Linked DNA regions of Rattus norvegicus: region 2 is linked to region 1. Evidence: chromatin contacts called from public Hi-C data. All regions are on one chromosome and are shown on one strand. The core of a region is the stretch at or near the end of the contact, and the rest is flanking DNA. Distances in the headings are between cores, read along the strand shown.

Region 1 (4,546 bases), core at 1,081-3,580:
GTCCCTTTAGGATTCCTTGGCCCCACATAGCCTCTTGTGCATCTTCTCATCACTACCATCTTCTAAAATGGGCTCTGGGATTGCAAGTACATCACCTAGGTTTGAATCTTAGCCGCCCAACTAGCATCGATGAAATTGCAATGGAATGCCCCCCAGAGCCGGGGGAACCTGTGCAAAGCCCAGTGCACACAGCTAAGTGGAGAGGTGGCTTGCAGGTCTGTAACCGCAATAACAAGAATAACACCGTCCTCCCAGGCTACCAGCTTTTGCCAACCTGCAGGAAGCAATACTGGAGAACATGATCCAGAACATACTGGTAGAGGCAAGCCGTGGAGAGGTGGTGCTCACCTCGAGGCCCCGCATCATTGCCCTACCACCAGTCAGCATGAACAGGTTAGGGCTTGGGGTAACTCTCATTGGTTGGAGGGGTGCAAGCCAGGAGAGGCATTCAGATATGATTGAAAGCCTCACCTTCATTCCTCTCTCTTGCAGGGCAGATACGCTGCTGCAGATGTCACAAGGGGAAGTTCTCTGCTCTGGGATACAGCATCCTGACTGTTTGCTGGTGTCAGCATCCAGCCCCTCTTACATGACTGCCTAGATTTGCCCCTGGTCCCTTTTTACTGTTCTGCAAGTAAACCGTTTAGTTCTACACCCTAATCTATCTGGATTTTATTTCCCCCTGCCTAGGGAAAGAAGTATGTTGAGAGATGTGGAAGGTGAGAGCTGTTGGAAGAGACCCATCCATTTAGAAATGGGAGGGTGCATTTCCGCTGGACAGGCTTGAATTCTTGATACTTGCCGCGAGGCGTTGTTCTTAGTCTGGCCAGTGGAGGGCGCTTCAGGAGAGGCATAGCTGGTCTTTGCTGCAGTATAACTTGATTGACAAAAATGGATCCCGAGGCCTGGTAGGCTAACTGGGTGGCCGTGGAGATAGAATCTTCCCACATGTGTTCACCAGCACCTCCAGGGCCAACCTGGTTCCCTGAACTCTGTTAAGAGGTTAAAACGAAGCTGGGTGGTGGTGGCACCCACCAAGTTAATCCCAGCACTGAGGAGACCAGCCTGGTCTACAGATCTAGTTGTAGGATATCAGAGCTACAAAAAGAAACCCTGTCTCAAAACAAACAAGTAAAAAAAAAAATGAGGTACACCATAGAGGCCAGAATTATGATCTGGGCAGTTTTCAAAGACAAGGTTTAGAGGGCTACGGATGTTACTAAATAGCTTCCTTTACAAACCACTAGTTTTCTCACTAAGTCCTGCCAGGCAGCCTGTCCTCTGCTCCTCCCTGAGCTCAGAGCCAGGTGGGTGGAAAAGTGACATCTGGTGTTGTTCCAGAGGCGCTCCTGGTCCGGGCACCCTCCCCTGCACCTCTGTCCCTTTCCTCCCCCTCTGGCCCCCCTCCCTGCTGCCAAGGCCTCTGCAAAGGCTGGCTCTTTGAGAGGGGGAGGGGGGGTGTGCTCCGCCTCCATGAGTCAATATTTGCCCCGAGCAAACGGGCCCCGGACAGGTGTGTGTGTGTGTGTGTGTGTGTGTGTGTGTGTGTGTGTGTGTGTGTGTGTGTGTAGGGGCGGGGACTGAATTGGCAGTATAAGAGTGCTCAGAGCCCTGGCTCGGGCACAAGCTTCGGGGCGTGGGCTGGGGACAAAGCCAAGCCTGGCTGGCTTGGGCCGAGGGGCAGAAACTCCGTGGCGGGTGACCTGGGAGGGAGGGGCTGGCCAGGTGTGCACCTGGGGCGTCCGCCGCTGTCGCCGACGTGTCAGCCACAGCAGTGAGCAGGTGAGAGCGGCGGCTAGCGGGATCGCTGAGCGACGCCGCACTCGAAGAAGCTCATCAACCGGACATCTCCGACGACGACTGCGCCAGGCCCCGGGTCCTCCGCTCCGGCCCCGCGACGAGCCCCTCGCACAAACCGGACCTGAGCGTTTTGTTCGTTCGGCTCGCGTGAGGCAGGGGCGGCTTCTCAGCATAAGCCCCGGGGCCCGCCAGATCGCCACGCAAACACCTGCCCGCTGTCGCCACCGCCACCATATGGGTCGCAGAGACTGAGCAGGGTGTCCCCGCCCCTCCGCCAAGGAAGTTGAGGGAGAACGACCGGCTCCCTTCAAGCCGCCTGCCCTGCCCGCAGACTCTGAGCTGCCGGGCATAGCTAGCTGCAGGGTAATGCGGGCTGAGCAGGCTCCAGCAGAGTGGCCGGAACCGGCTGAGGTCCAGTACAGATCCCCTACTGAAAGTGGAAACTGGGAAACTGGGATTCCAGTCCTGCTCTGTCCTAGCGAATTTTGTGGCCTTGGGGGAGTGTCATCAAAGCGTCTCGGTCCTCCCATTTGCAAGATGAGGCAGTCAGCCTTGTTTCTCACAATAGTCAGGGACTCCACTAACCCTTTTATTCTGGCTCCTGGGCCCCTAGCCACTCTGCCGGAGTCACTTTAACCCTTTAACCTCACAGTGTTAGGGCTGTGAGATGTGGAAAACCTGGGAGTGGTAATCTGAGGTCTTCTGTGCAGACTCAAATCCACCTCTTAGACTCTCTCCATTGCCACGGGAAAATTTCACCTTTCGGGTCTGTCTTTCAGTCCAATCATATCTGAGATCGGATACCAAAATGGACAAACAAGGTCTTCAGGCACAGGAAAGAGCTCACCACCTTCCTCAAACCCCCTAATCTTGTATTCTCCGCAGCCCAGTCAGACGGGCTAGACTGGGTCTAGGTAGCACACAGCCCAGCCAGAGTTTGGCCATGGATCATTAGCCACAACCTAGATCTGGATTGGGCCACCCCCATTTCAGTTACTTAAACCACTGTGACCTGGCTGAAAGAAAGGGATTGTCTTACACTCTGACAGAGGAGCCCAAACCAAGAACTCCACACAAGGCCTGGTGAGGAGGCTGGGCCAGGGGTGAGTGAGTCTGTCCTGAGATTCCAGGTGCCTCCCATTCCCCCTCATGACAATGTATGGCAACAAAGGGCAGCTGTAGGTTAAGGGTAGACAAAGGCTCCTCAGCCAGCAGCAAGGAGCCCCTGGCTGGTTTCCCGCTAGGGTCAAGAAGCAGTGGTTGAGAGCAGTAACCCATACACCAAGACAGAGGCAATGCGGGGGGGGGGGGGGGGAGCGGAAAGTACGATCATAAATCAAATTTTCCTAGAGCCGCTATCTTGTCCTATTGCCACCATGGGCTCTACTGCCCAAATCCCTAGCTACCAGGAGGCCCCACAGGGTCTTCTGCACTCCTGAGGGACATTTGCAAAGTGACTCTGATGAGGAGAGGGTGGTGAACCCATCCCAAGGCCAGGCTAGACCCAAGTGTCCTCAGATGGGTATGTGTAGTCCCCATCCTGGCCTCCGTGACCAGGTCCTTCCTCTGGCACAGTCTTTCCCCTTTGCCCTTGCTGGCATCGAGCCGTTTAGCTGGCTCTCCTTTCCTGGGTCTTTGACAGCACACCAGTCGCGGCAGGTAGCACACCTTGGGGTGTTCAGATCCTGCATCGGAACACCTGAAGTCTGTCCTGGGAATGGTCCCAGAAGGTACAAAAGCAGTCCTTGGAAGTAGGGTGGCAACAGAGAAGAGACCACGCAGCGGACTGAGGATCTGGTCTGGTGCCACTTCCTCAAGCCTCCTTCCCCATATCCCCACCCTCTAACCATTTCCAAGATTCACTTTTCCAGGCCATCAAGGGGCATCTGGCCTCTCCTCTGGGTCCCTCCTCCCCTGTCAGGCTGAGGTGGAGTCTGTAGGCGCCAGGCAAGCCTGCAGGTGCTGGGACAGAAGGGGTGGGGGACTGAGCAGCTGGTGTGCGGGCTGACCCTCCCCCTTCCTGCTCCAAGCCAGAGCCTGCTTCCTGTCTTCCCTGTCAGCACTCCTGGTAAGGGGAGGGAACAGGTAGCGGTGAGGGGAAAGAGGGAAGGGATGATCAATTGAAGTGCTGCCCTGAGGGAAAAGATGGGGGCTGGGGGACAGCAGAGAAGAAAGGGCAATGGGAAGGCTGAGAAAGAGACTTGATGACCAGGCAAAAGGCGGTTAGTGTAGCTCAGAGCCTACGAAGCAGAGGGGAGCCACTCGGGCAGGGCAGGGGAAGCAACATAACCAGCAGACAGTGGAGGCAAGACCTAGGGGAACTAGAGGCAGAGACAATCAGAGAGAAACCAGACACATGCACACATGCGTGCACACACGCACATCCAGAGAGGGGGGCATCTTGTGAAAGAACAGGAGATGGGAGTTAGAAGTTCAGTGGACAGAGGTGTGTTGCAGGCAGAAAAAAATGTGTAAAAGTGAGGTGGGGAAACAACCCCAAGGGAGGATAGAGGGGAGTCACGAATGGCAAACCCCAGTGAACACTCTCCTCCCATAAAAAGCCAGAAGATGGGAAGGCACAGGGCTCACACCTGCAGTCCCTGAAGAGAAATGGGCTTGACTCCATCTTTCCCTGTCAGGTCACTGCTGAGCTGCTGCCCTGCCCCCACCCACTCTGGAGCATCTGGCTCAGCCTTGGAACCTCTGGGCTGGGAGGCCTCTCAGGGTCTGTGTGAGAATGGAGAGA
Region 2 (4,745 bases), core at 871-3,370, 130 kb before region 1:
CCTTTATAATCTAAGCATTACTTTTACCTCTACTTCTGTAGCCATTTTTATGCTAGCTAGGCCACACCCACACCCACACATCTTCACTTTCAGTCACTGTGAGCTGCTATCAGTTCCCGGAGCCTATTCTTTTCTGTGGGTGCTGGGACTTGAACCCAGGTCCTCTGGAAGAATAGCCAGTGCTCTTAACTATTGAGCCATCTTTCCAGCCCACCCATTGTTTTCTTGTCTGTAGTTTTTAGCATGGTGGGGGTTCCTCCTTGTGACACTGCTGGAGGCACACATACAACAACAAAGGTTTTCTTCAGCTTGCTCTGTTTTTCTACATGAAGCAAGTGCTGTGCCAGGAGCTGACTGTTTGCCTCTCCTCTGTTTGCATTTCAGTGAAGGTGTTAATTCCTCTGAGGGTATGTCCTCTGGTCCCCTACGTTCTGCCTCCCTTATACACTTGCTATTCCCCTTTGCTGTTGTAAGCCTTCTCAACCGTACTGTAATTACTATCTTTTGTGGCCCCCCTCCCTAGGGACATTGCACATTGTTTATTATGGCTGATCCATTGAAAGCTTTCAATACTTTTTCTTATTTCATCTCCTCTCTCTTCTGCCCTTTCATCCAATTCTTCCCATCCTCCTCCTCCCCTCCTCTTCTCTCTTTTTTCTTCATAGGATCTTACTTATAGTCTAGGCTAGCCTAGAAACCAGTCTTCCTGCCCTGGCTTCCCTAGTGCTAGGATTACAGGCATACACTACCCCTACCAGCAGCTGTAGTGTGTTCAAAGGACTTTTGTCTTGATGATGGTATAGCTATCTGGTAAAATAGGCAGACTGCACTGAGTACAATCAACACAAGAGTTCGATCACCTACTTAGATAAAAAGGAATAAAAATAAGCTGGTGTAGTGGTGCTGGCCTTTGATCCCAGCACTGTGAAAGCTGAAGCAGGCAAATCTCTTTGAGTTAGAAGACAGCCTTGTCTACATAACAAGTTCAAGGACAGTCAGGGCTCTAGAATGGGACCTTGCCTCAAAATGAATAAAATAAATAAAAATAAGGTACCAATTTACATAGTCATTATTTTGTGTTAAGCCCACTAAGACTTGGCTTAGGGAAATTGAGTGAATCCAAGTTTTACAAGTCACTGTGGTGGAGACCTCATCCTTTCACTTTCTAGTACAACTCTTTCCCTACAGTTCCACATATCTATAAGACTCTGTCCTAATGAGATATATTCAATGAGAAAACTACTGTCAAGTCTCATTGTAAACCTGCCAGTTGAAGTGCAGGTTCTGAAGTGAAAGGAACATGGGTAAGCAGGAATTATTCCCACACAGAAAGTCAAGAAAAATGTTAGAACTATGCAACATGGGAATGAACTGAAGGAGATTGGAAGGACTCCTCTATCTGGGAGAAGCGTCTGAGACACACTGACATTTTCAGCTGTCAAAGTGGAGTGAGAACAGAAATGGGGGTGGGCACATATTTGGCAATCATCTTCCAAGGCTATCAATTCTTTAATCCCTAAACAAGTAAGGTGGAGGAGCTTTATAATGGAATCAGCCTGTAACCAGCCAGGAGGGCTGCCTCTCAGCTCTTTTTATCTCTCAGCTTGGGAACTGGAGTGATGAGTATTATCATCCAATTCAGTGGGAAACCTAGTCTGTAGGGAGAGCTCACCAGGTTCAAACTTTATCCCTGTGTCCTGCCTTTGGGCAGAGAAGAGCATGGCCCTGCAGGATCAGTAGATTCTAGCCTTCAGGACCAGACACTCTCTGTCCTGCTGTTCCCCAAGTGTCTCCTGGGGAGTGATTTAAGGCCAAGGTGACAGTGGGTTTGGAGCCCAGATGAAAGGATTTCGGGGACCACAAGACAAGATCCCTTGTGTGGTGGCTGCTGGAAAGAGGAGGGAGTGTGTGAGGGTCAGTGACGCAATTGCCCTGGCTCGCAGGCAAGGAGGAGGAGAAGGCTCGCAGTGTGTCTCCTTATAAAGAGGACTTCACCACATGAAGCAGGGGGTGAAGGTGATCCCAGTGTGAGTCACCCAGGAAGGGACGCCGTGTGCCCGAAGCCCAGAAAGGAGGATCTGTGGATTTCCCACTCTTCCTTCTATGATCTTGTGCATAGTCTGGGTTGTTTCAGTCCGGCCAGTTACATTGCTCCTCTCCTGCCACTAACCACCCCCGTGGACTATTCTTGATATGTCTGGGTTTCGAATCTGTCAATTTGTTCTTGAGTTCTAGTTGTTTTGTTTTAGTTTGTTTTCTACTGAAATTTGGAATCTATTGATTTCAGGAAACCCAAACCATAACTAATTGTGTTTGTCTTTGAGAAGATGGCCTGGTGGCTCTTTGCCAAGCACAGTCCTGGCTCTTAGATTGTGTTTGCTTTTCTCTTTATCTTCAGCCAAGGCAGGTATCACATCCTGGACTGGAATCTGCAGGGATTCTAGGGCGCCCTGAATCCGACGGCTGCTCACTTGATGGCAGCTATAGTCTGCCCTTTATTGAGGTTTGGGACTGTAGAGAGCTCTGGGGAGTTTCCCTGTAATCAGCCAGCCACCAGCCCCACACTGCCTTGTAATAAAGCAACTCTATATTTGTTCTGTTTATAGTCTCCTCTGTAATAATGCCACAGCCCTCACTTCTCTTTCTCTTTAGGGAGATTTTCTGGGTAATAGAAAATTCTGAAATGTTAAAAGAGGAGTGTAGACTCAGAAGACATTTTTATCTAGACCGTCTTCATCTGGGAAGGTGCCCAGGGAAGGCAGGCAGTCTGCGCCTTGAGGAAGCAGCATGCTGCGGTGAGCATACATGCGCTCACATGTGTGTACATGTGTATGTTTATGTGTTCATATATGCATTGTGTGTGTGCTATATGCACTTACATGCATGTATACTGTGGCCTAAGGACATATATATGAAGACGGGCCCTGTGGGAGAAGCTGAGGATGTGTGCTGGTGCGGATGCCGGGTAGCACCCTTGTGAAGAATGTGAGTGGTCTATGGAAGGGGTGAGCACAGCAATGGGCAGGTTTCAGAACTGCCAGCTCTGTTGAGCAGTGCTAGGCTAGGTCTGGAATAGACTCTTTCAAAGCCATCCTTCCATTCATTCTTACAATGACACCCCTTTTCTCTGTCTCCCAGCCTTTTGGGGCCTAGGCCCATTGATTTTGCTAGTGTTCCATATTCTTTTTGCCTTTCCTCACCTCACTTGCAGCTAGTCAGAGAGAAGCCAGAGACACACTGTTGAGGGAAAGGGTCTGTGTGGTGAGTTGTGTTCATGCTGTTCCTCCCCCACAGTGGAGGCTCTGCATTCAGATTTAACCTGGATGGCCGACACTGAGAACTGTTGTTGCCAGGTTGTTACTGACAATTCTGATTCTGCCCATTTCCCGACCCCCCCCCCCAAGATTCTATAAATACTTTATTATATGGCACTAATAAAACTTCAAGTATTTCTTTTTATTAGAACCACATAATATGGTAATTGTGTGACAGAACACAGCTCCCGTGAGCAGCCCCCACCTTCCTAGGTGTGGCCTCTCAGCACCTCAGCGTGGGTTAGGCCCACAGGCCCCTCTGTTCCTGACTGTGTGAGGGGCTGGGTTGGTGCTTTCAGACAGAACTAAGGGGTCAAGGCTCTGAGCAAGACCGACTTAGAGGTGTGAAGAGATATTTTATCAGTTTTCCAGTAGTTTGTCCTCAAGTGTGAGGGTGGCAAGAATTTCTTCATTTAGTATTAAGTCTAACTAGTACAGAGGCTCCTTGACCTGCTTTTCCTTTTAGTAGGACTGTCATGTGGTGTAGAAATAGGCCTTGAACTTAGACCTGGGGTGAGAGGTAAGAGTTATTTGGTTATTTTTGATCCACAGTACTACTTTAAAACGTCATTCTTCTTGATGTCTCCTGTCTCAAGATATGTAGATGTATCATATCCGTACATATATAAAACCATATATTCATGTACACATGCACACACACGTATATGTATATGTATATGTATATGATGCATATATATACATACATGTATGTTGTGATTGAACTTGTGTATTGTGCATGCCTGGCAAGTCCCCTATCACTGAAATATACCCCTAGCTATGGGTACAGAGATTCACCCTTTACATTTTTTACCTCTTCAGCCTGAGAATGTCTTTCCTCTTAAACCTGTCATCCTTCTCTTTGTCTGCTAATTCAGTTTGTATATCTTTTGTTACTGTTAATATATAACCTGCAAAGTTAACTGTTTGAGTCGTATTTGATCCTTGGTTCTTTCCAGCGTGATCTGATTTTGAACCTTGTCTGCTCTCTGCTTTAGCAGTTGAAGTAGGTCAGTGTATTTGTACCAAAGCTTTTTTTATTCTTCCTGAATTGTGTGTGATTTAGCTTCTGTATCCTAATTTGCAAAGCATGAGAATTAGGGATTCCTACCTGGGTAGCAGCTAACAGAGCCTCCAAGGCCAAGGATGTGAGGCACATGTTTAGTCTTTTCTTAATTGCCCACGTGCCCATGTTTGCACAGAGGCAAACCCCTAAACTGGCCCCTACTGTCCACCCATTACTCCCCATGGGGATGTATGGGCATATGCTTATTCTACCTTTCTGGCCTAGCCAAAGTTAATATTAGACCTTCTGACTGGGCAGTTATTCCCGAAAGCCACAGGGCGTTGTTAATATTCATGTGACCGCAGGGATCCATCAATATTCATGAGATATCCACAGTCTTCCTTCAGGCTCTTAGCTTGGAGAAAACA

What was found. A called contact is a pair of places that touch in the nucleus more often than the background predicts.
Region 2: a contact with region 1 is called in a Hi-C map of liver, with 2.4 times the contacts expected there. The contact joins the enhancer-like site here to the promoter of LOC134480387 in region 1. A contact is called at or near these places in 2 of 12 Hi-C or Micro-C datasets (kidney and liver).

Annotation. Positions count from the first base shown.
Region 1 is chr9:83,903,996-83,908,541 of GRCr8, reverse strand. LOC134480387 reads right to left here and starts at 2,330. Exons shown (of 2, transcript XM_063267911.1): 1 at 1,734-2,330; 2 at 652-992. The coding sequence starts at 2,330. The coding sequence ends at 687. It overlaps Mir375 (microRNA 375), which reads left to right and starts at 1,886; the gene lies at 1,886-1,960. It overlaps Cfap65 (cilia and flagella associated protein 65), which reads left to right. Exons shown (of 32, transcript XM_039084650.2): 31 at 256-393; 32 at 493-660. The coding sequence ends at 601. It also overlaps a transcript of Cryba2 not described here.
Region 2 is chr9:84,031,401-84,036,145 of GRCr8, reverse strand. All of the region lies in intron 5 of Nhej1 (nonhomologous end-joining factor 1), which reads left to right. Among named protein-coding and RNA genes, the nearest start is that of Atp5mc2l1, 36 kb to the right of the region's middle. Within about 2 kb of position 2,120, at least 6 of the 93 cell types and tissues checked have an H3K27ac peak or open chromatin away from gene starts, as enhancers often do. A contact at or near this core is called in liver, where this site is marked.